Linked DNA regions of Rattus norvegicus: region 2 is linked to region 1. A link is a contact called in public Hi-C data. All regions are on one chromosome and are shown on one strand. The core of a region is the stretch at or near the end of the contact, and the rest is flanking DNA. Distances in the headings are between cores, read along the strand shown. Region 1 overlaps Macrod2 (mono-ADP ribosylhydrolase 2). Region 2 overlaps Kif16b (kinesin family member 16B).

Region 1 (4,189 bases), core at 1,122-3,621:
ATTTATATAAGGGCCAGAGAAACAGCAAGGAAACTGATCTGTGTTGTGATATTTTGTGAGCTTGATATTATCTATTGAGTGTGTGTGTGTGTGTGTGTTTGTGTGTGTCTGTGTATCTGTGTGATATGTATTTGCACAGGTATATGGAGGAGACCAGAGGATGTCATTGAGCATTCTCTTTTATCATTCTCTGGATTATTTTCTAGAGACAGGGTCTCTCAATGAATCTGGAGCTCACCTTGGCTGGCAGCAAGTGATCTGTTGTCCTAAATCTCAGTCTTGGGATTACAGGCGTGTCTGTATATAGGTCATTAGACTTAGAGGGTTTTGTTTTGTTTTGTTTTGTTTTGTTTTGTTTTTCATTATTTCTAGTTTTTGAGACAGAGTTTCATCTAGCCCAGATTGGCCTCAAATTTGAAGTGTAGCTGATGCTGCCTTGAACTTTTAATCTTTTGGCCTCAGACTCCTGAGTTCTGTTCTTACAGGCCTGTGGCTTAGGTGCTTGGAATCTGAACTCAGCTCCTCATGCTTCCACAGAGAGTGCTTTGGCCCCCTGTTTCATGCTCCTAGCCTGAAGATAGACATTACTCTTCTCCTCATTACAGAAGGAAAGACTGAAGTACAAATTCACCAAGTATTTCCTCGGCAATCATTTGTTCACTTCTTGAATTATCTGTCAAAAGTTAGCTAAGTAACTGTAGCAGAACTAGGATTAAGCCCCAAGAATATAACCCAGTATTTTATATTCTTTTTTTTTAAAGATTTTATTTATTTATTATATATAAGTACACTGTAGCTGCCTTCAGAAACCAGAAGAGGGCATCAGATCGCATTATAGATGGCTGTGAGCCACCATGTTGTTACTGGGAATTGAACTCAGGACCTCTGGAAGAGCAGTCAGTGCTCTTAACCACTGAGCCATCTCTCCAGCCCCCAGCATTTTATATTCTTATCAACTGCCCTCAACTACATGTCTTAAAACAGAGACTCGCCAGGCAATGGGACATGGAATTATATATGCCATTAAAGGAGTATTAAAATTTCGAGACTATTTTGATTCTTTGGCAGATTCAAAGAATAGCAAGTCTTCGTAGCACTGTGTGCCTGTTTTCAAATCAGATTGGATTGAAGAAATGGATTCAAAGTACATACTTAAGTTCCAAGTCGATGATATGGCTTACAAGACACCCATTTGTTCAAATATAATAGTCTAGTCTGGCTTTAGTAGGTACTAATGGCAGATATCAAACATTATTTCTTATGGGAAGAGTTACCCACCAATCAGAAGGGAGAGGAGAGGAGGACCTCCTTTTATTTTCCTTTATTATGTTTGAAAGCATTTGCACCTCTGTTTTGTGGCACTTATCTTTACAGCAGTCAAAATTTCTCCTAATTGGTATTAGTTTCTTCTTGGTTTACGTGGGCTTTCTCTTAGTAAGAGTCCATAGAAATGCCTCAGGTTGGTTTTTATGGGTGCCTTTCAAACATTTCCCCCTTAAGCCATGGGCCTCGGGTAGGTGGTCCTCCACACCACTCTTTCAAACTTCTGTCTATGAATAGTTACAAACAGCAGAATCGACAAAGTCTTGAGTTTCAGATAAACATCTTTTTTCCTCTGTGCCTGCTCTTATATTCATGAACATTATTTTTAGAGGAACAAATGTAAATGTCTATAGAAATTCTGCAGAGGCTCAGTAGGGCGTGGAGCAGAGTGGGTTCAAAATAGAGACTTTTGCTGCATCCGTTGCCCATATAAACAAACCTCACACTGTTTACTTTTAAAGACCTGTGATATTTAGATGTGGACTCATACCTTCATCTTTATGGACTTCAGCTTTGTCTTCAGAAGCAGGGCTGGGCACTGGGGTGGTGTTGACACCATCTATAAAACAGAAAGAAAGGCCTCAGGCTTAGTACCTTCAGGCTGTGGCTTTTCCTTCCCTACATCTGCCTCTCCACTGGCCTGCGAAGGTGTTTATATCCTTCACACACCAAATGGTCTTACAGGGACAGAGGGTTGTAATGCATTTTTTTATATATAAAAAATGAAGCATAAATCTTCACATAAGACAGAGGCCAATGAAATACAAAATGCATTCTGGGGAACACATGTTTGTTGGCTGTAGTATGCCAACAATACCAGTAGCATTTTGCTTCCTCCACAGTTCTCAAAGAATGGAATACTGTTTTGGATTTGTGGTGGGTGGTAATGTATACCCATGCGAGTTTCTACAAAGTGCCTCGATTGTGTGATTTTTAGAGTTTGCTTTTGCTTAGCTCAGCACTTCTATGGGCTGCCAATCCACTGGGCTGTCCAGCTGGACAGTGGTTCTGTGGCTGTCAGCAGTGTAGTCCAGGAGAAGGGGACCACTCAAAATAGGCACCCAGAGATATGCAGGGATATCATGTCACCCAGTTATAGAATGGACACCACGGATAGGGAAGACTGTCCACCTCACAGTACCAATTAAGCCCATTCAGAGCTCATCTCTCTTACTGGTCTCACCAGAACCATGGGGATCTGATTCATGTTTGGCCTCCAAAGTGTTAGATAATTATCTACTAGCATTAAAACTGTAAATTAGGATATAGGGAAGTATTAAAGTCATCTCCCAACTGGTAAAACAATATACATATTTTTCTTAGAGTTATTCAGTCACAGATTTAGAGATAAAATACCCAATTCAAGGACACTTTCCTACTTTCTAGCATTTCATCTGTCCTTTACCTATGGTTGTTACTTTCAGGTTGCACCTCTATTGGAACACAGAATAGCATCTGCGGAAGGTAGACAGGGAGGGGAGGCGGATCACTCTCTTTCCTTAGGCATCAACTACCTTTGACTTAAACAAAAGGCACCGACCATTAACCTTCCCTTAAGTCACCGCATGTTCCGATTTTCATCTCCCTTCAGAGCAAAACTGCCTGAAAAAAATCATTGTCTCTGCCTTCTGCGCCTTCATTCCCGAAACCCTGCATAAGCCACGTGTGGTTTTCTAGTAGTCTTCCTAACTCTCTCTTCTAAGGTGCTGGCCTCTTTTCTTTGCCATCAAGTTCGAGACAACCCCAAAAGGTCTTGAACTTGACATCTTCCTGCCTCAGTCTCCCTCTCAGGCAGCATCACTTACAATTTCCTTTCTTCCTGTCCATCTGACTTGACTTCTCAGTAGCATTTTCTAGCCCCATCCCTGATCTTTTAAAGACATATCACTGTAGCAGCTGCCTCTGCCTTGCTTGACAGGGATGTAGATGTCATGACGTCCCAGCTCCTTTGCCTTTGACAATTACATATTCTTCTCACTGACTCTCCTTTCAGTCCCAGGCTTTAAATATCCCTTATATCACAGTGTCCCCTAATCCTGGTCTTTAGTGTTCACCTCTCCCTAATATGAACGTGTTTATCTAATGTGACATCCCTTATGGCTGTCTGCACATATTTTCAAATTGTTGATGCAAAAGCTAAACGATTAACTTTTTCAACAAAATGATTTCCATGGAGCAGTTAAGTGATACTGTTGCCCCCGAGACACTGAAGCTAGACTCCTATGACCTGCATGGGATTCCTCTTTCCCCATGTGCCCCGCCCACCCAGCCTTCCAACTTCTGTACCCTGTTGCTTCTTATTTCGAGAATGTGCCACATTTCAGTCTTTTGGTCTCTATTTCCGGAACCCTCTGTCATGGTGCCTGAAGTCATCTCCTAACTCTACCTTTATGACCCATTTTTACCCCCTGGGAAAAACAAACTCATTAATACATAGATCATTTATTCCAATGGTTAAAATGTTCCAATAAATTCTCAGTTAAAGCACATGTTGCCCACAATCTGGGCCTATGATTTCTTACTTGTCTCACACTCTACTGAGCTCACTCTGCTCCAGTCACACCCCTCTCCCCATCCCCATCCTAAAGTTAATTTATTCTCTGTTCCCTCTGTCTAGAAGGGGTTTTCACCACATCAGTATTCAGACACCATCTCAAGCAACACTTCCCCATTGAGTCCTCCTTAGAGTTGCCCTCTGAGGGTTACCACAATTTCACCTCTTTACTCGGCAAGCTACTTGAACTGTCTGATAATTGTATCCTTTTGATTTGTTTATTGTTGGTATTCCCCCATCAGACTATAAGCTTCAAGGAACAGTGGATGTTGTTTTAGGAATTAAATGCAATGTTTGCAATGCACACACAGT
Region 2 (4,189 bases), core at 558-3,057, 580 kb before region 1:
TTCAATGAATGTATATGCATATGTTTGAAAGGAATAAGAAGATGCTGGGTCACAGAGTAGGTACATGTTCAGCTTTAGCAGATGCTGGGCATAACCTTCCAGAGTATTCTCCATCTCCAGTGTTACCTTCCAGGAGGCCCAGTATCTTCAGCAATGTTTGCTCAGCTCAGTGTCAGTCTATCTAGTGGCTGTGTGACTGTATCGAATTATGATTCTGTTTTGTATTTCTAAATGGTGTAAGAAACCCTCCACCCCATTTTTAATTATTATTTCTTAAATGAGAAAGAAGTGACTTGGTCTCAGTGTTCGAGTTAGAGTTAGAGTTAGTTGTAGTGCTGGGACATACTCCCTTTTCTAACCTGACACTCCTTAGTTGTGACTTAGTTACCTTTAGCAGTGACATCTAAATAGTTATCTTTTCAGAACCTAATTTCACTTCACTTTGAGAGCATGGCTAACCACATGTTTCAGAGCACAATTTTAACACGTAAACTTCAAAGACAAGTTATACTGGCACTAGTAGCCATTATATAATGAGTTTCATTTGCATTTAAATTATTCTTCAGAGTTTTGGAAGTTCATTTAAAACAAATGTCTTGAATTTATTATTATACTAAACCAGAGTGATTATTTTTTGTTAAATTTAACAACAATTCTCTGAATGTCTTCAGAATCACAAAATAACAGTCTGCTGTTAGTAAGTAAAATATAGGATTTTTTGTGTTTGTTTGTTTTAGGCAAACAAAAGTATCAGAGAAGAAAAGTAGCGACAACTAAATGTGTGTTTTCTCAGAAAGCTAATCTTGTCATACTTTGCATATCGTACAAGGAGACTTGTCACGTTAACAAGTAGCAGTCCCAATATGGGCAAAGCCATTGTGTTTTAAGAGCAACCCATATTCTTGTTTTACAGGATACATTTATCCTGAGAATAGTTGGAGTAAAAGCTGTGCTCTTGGGAGTGGTTTGGGGTTTTTACACCACTAGATGGCACTGCAGTTAGGGAAACAAACCTCACAGCTCTTCACTAGCATCTCTGGCGGCAAAGCTGTCTGAAAGGATGTACTACTAAAGGGAATTGAAGAGGCCCCAGTGATTTCTGGGTACAGGGTCTGTGAGAGGCAGGTTGTGGAGAGTTTAGTGTTAGGGGTTATTTAGCTGGTGCCTTCTTGAAGCCACACCAAAACCTGATGCAGAGATGTGAACACACCCTCATATTCTGGAGTTTCCATTCTCATCCTTCTGGAACAGTTTTCCTAAACTGCTTTAAGGAAGGAATAGCAGAGGCTGCTTAACATTTCAACGGTGGCTCTTACTGTGTGTCATGTGTGGTCATTCTGATGACTTTTTAGAAAGCTGGCCTGCTTTCTTCCCTTCTTTTATTTTCTCCCTCCCTCCCTCTCTCCCCGCTCTTGTCCTTTCCGTTTTATTTATTTGCTTTTCTTCATAAGAACCATCTTGTACTGACTATTTACACCTTACTTTCTTCATCTTTGGCTCTAAAGTGTTCTTAAGAGAATTAAAACTTCCATTCCCTGTGTCCTTGTTCTGTATCATTCCTTGTATGTTTGAGGCTTTCCACATTAGTGAATGTGTTCAAAAGATAGTTCTCTTTTTGGCCTCATCTATTGAGAACCAAGAATCTTCTAGAAGACTGCTCATATTAAGATTTTTTTCCCCCAACTCTTTCATTTACATGGAAGCAGGCAGAAGGCACTGCCAACAGGCACAGATACACTACAAGGTGGCAGAAAATAATGGTGAAGATGACCTCACTTAGCCATTTGGTGACCATGTGACAGGGTGACTTATTTAGACTCTATGTGGTTCAGTTCAGATTGTGAAATGGGCCCATGGTATTTCACTGGGTCGCTGTGAGAATGAAGGGGTTGTTGTAAAGCTGCTTTCATGTTAGAGTCCTAGTTGGATAGAAAAGGCTTTCTCGTAGCTTGAATTCAGAAGCATTATTCTCCTAGGGAGCGGAGGCTGTTGGGGAAACTGACGGAGTATAGTTTAGCAGTCAGAGGACAGAAGAGCCCAGCTATAGAAAGGGCATGAACAGCAGACCTTAATTTCCTGGTTAATACTCCTTTTTCTTCATTACTGCTTGAAAGAAAATAGTGAGCTAATTTAAATTCTGGTGGTATATTCTGAAGACGCTTTTCTCGTTTAGTTTCATTATCTGAACCATCAGTATTTCTTTTGAAGTGTCTAAGTAGTGTATTGAAATTTCTTACTCATTTCTCTCATTTCACATTGAATTAATGACAGAGTATTCGAAGTGGATGAAGTCTTAGGGCTGATCTTATCCAACCTTGTCATGATACATTGTGAGCATAGAGCCTGCACACAGGGTTTCTCCTGCAACTTCTCAGGATTACACAGGGAATGGGTGTTCAAGCTGAGGTCAGAATATGATTTTCTGATTTCCAGTTCAGTGTCCTTCGTAGAAGTGACCACTCTGGTGTGTTCCTGTGTCCCTCTCTCCTTCGCAGGATGCATTAAACTTTTATTATAACAAAAAGTTGCAAATAAAGATACATAAACTTTAGATTTTGAATTTTAGGAAATGTTTGTTGATGAGCTTTTCCAGCATTACTCTATAGAGGACTGAGTAAGCTCCTTCAGTGAGTGTAGGGAATGCCAGATTAAACCAATGAAAAGGGATTGTGGAGTTGTGTGACAGGGGAGAGAAGAAGCATCTTTAGATATGTGCGGGGGACACCTGTGAAATTAAAGTCAGCCGACTTGCTTTAAAACGTTCAGAAATCCTTGAGCATTCTCTTTACTTTTTGCTCCCAACTTACTTGATCTCTGAGAGGATTTATATTTGGTGCTAAGAGAAACATCTTCCTTTCACTTTGGTATCTCAAGGTTACAAATGTGTGTTTTGAAGTGATTTTTTACAATGAAAGTGCTCTGAGTTCTCTTTAGTTTTCTTTATTTGTGTTTTTGCAGACTTTAAGAAAGGTGGTGTGCTCAAACTAGTCAGCGCTGTAGCATGGGGTGGGAAACCATTGATGAGCCACGCTCCGACGGAGAAGCTACTGGACACTTAATGACATTGGGGACCTGGGGAGTCAGCTTTCTTTAAGGCTGTGGCCTCTGATAGTTAGATTATCTAGTGAGGACCCCACAGCTCTAAGTGGGTCCTTATGGACAGGGCAAACTGGGGTCACAGGCTGTTAAAGTATAAGAAAAGGTGCAGCTCTCTGGTCAAAGGGAACTGCTCTCTTAGAAGATCGTGGTATTCAAATGCAAGTGGGGCTTAGTTTATCAGAGCTTGCGTGCTGCTTTTATCAGCTGATACTGATGTGCATTCTTTAGGGTCCGAGCTTGACCCCCCAGTGTCTATTGAAAACTCTGTTCTGAGGTAATGATGGCTCTTGCTCAGGGAAGTATACGTGGACTAGGCTGGCGAGGCTAGGACAGGATGTCAATCAGTAGTCAGTACCTGACCTCTGTCTACTAACTACAGAGACAAACTATAGTAAAAAGCAGTGACCATATTGGGAAGGGAGACTATTGGAGGGGTTCTCTGTCACCCTCTCTCAAATTTGCCTTCTGGGCTCTTAACATGGGGTTAGGTTTAAGGTAGTTAAGTTGGGAGAAGTGTGGCCCTGTGCATCATCGACCAATCCTTGTCTCTGATCCAGTCCCTTGCAAGACAACTTCTCAGAACTGTGTGGACTCTGGGAAACTAGTTCCTTTTCTATATGGTCACCTGCCCCCAGCCACTTTCTCCCAGAATGAAATTCTTGGGCATATTCTAATTATTTGGAGACATTATTTCAACAGTTTGATAGCCAGGAGAGGCACACACATCTCTTTAGATAAGGTTGGTAATATTGTGTATTATAATGACCAATGGCAGTCATGAAGGTTCAACAGTCCTCAGCCCACATGGGGCTCTTTCCTTCCTGTCTGGTTGTAGGCCTTTTACACCTGTACTAGTGAAATTATACACAAAGTTCAATGCCTACCTCCCCACCATTCTGTCCTATAGAGCAGAGGTAAGGATGGTAGTTAATGTCTACCATGACCTGTGATCATGGCACTGAAGCCTGGCCTCACCACTCCTTATTATTGTGAGGCCAGTTTCTCCTTATACCTGGGTCTAGCAGCCACCTCTACCCTAATGTCACAGTCCATGTACAAAGGTAGTCTTCATAGAACACTCTGCATGGTG

Evidence for each region. A called contact is a pair of places that touch in the nucleus more often than the background predicts.
Region 2: a contact with region 1 is called in a Hi-C map of Schwann cells, with 15 times the contacts expected there. The contact joins two enhancer-like sites. A contact is called at or near these places in 3 of 12 Hi-C or Micro-C datasets (the Rat2 cell line, Schwann cells and frontal cortex).

What each region holds. Positions count from the first base shown.
Region 1 is chr3:150,040,268-150,044,456 of GRCr8, reverse strand. Macrod2 (mono-ADP ribosylhydrolase 2) reads right to left here. Exons shown (of 18, transcript XM_039106858.2): 13 at 1,814-1,882. Among named protein-coding and RNA genes, the nearest start is that of Kif16b, 670 kb to the left of the region's middle. Within about 2 kb of position 2,371, at least 3 of the 93 cell types and tissues checked have an H3K27ac peak or open chromatin away from gene starts, as enhancers often do. A contact at or near this core is called in Schwann cells, where this site is marked.
Region 2 is chr3:150,623,624-150,627,812 of GRCr8, reverse strand. All of the region lies in intron 12 of Kif16b (kinesin family member 16B), which reads left to right. Among named protein-coding and RNA genes, the nearest start is that of Kif16b, 82 kb to the left of the region's middle. Within about 2 kb of position 1,807, at least 4 of the 93 cell types and tissues checked have an H3K27ac peak or open chromatin away from gene starts, as enhancers often do. A contact at or near this core is called in Schwann cells, where this site is marked.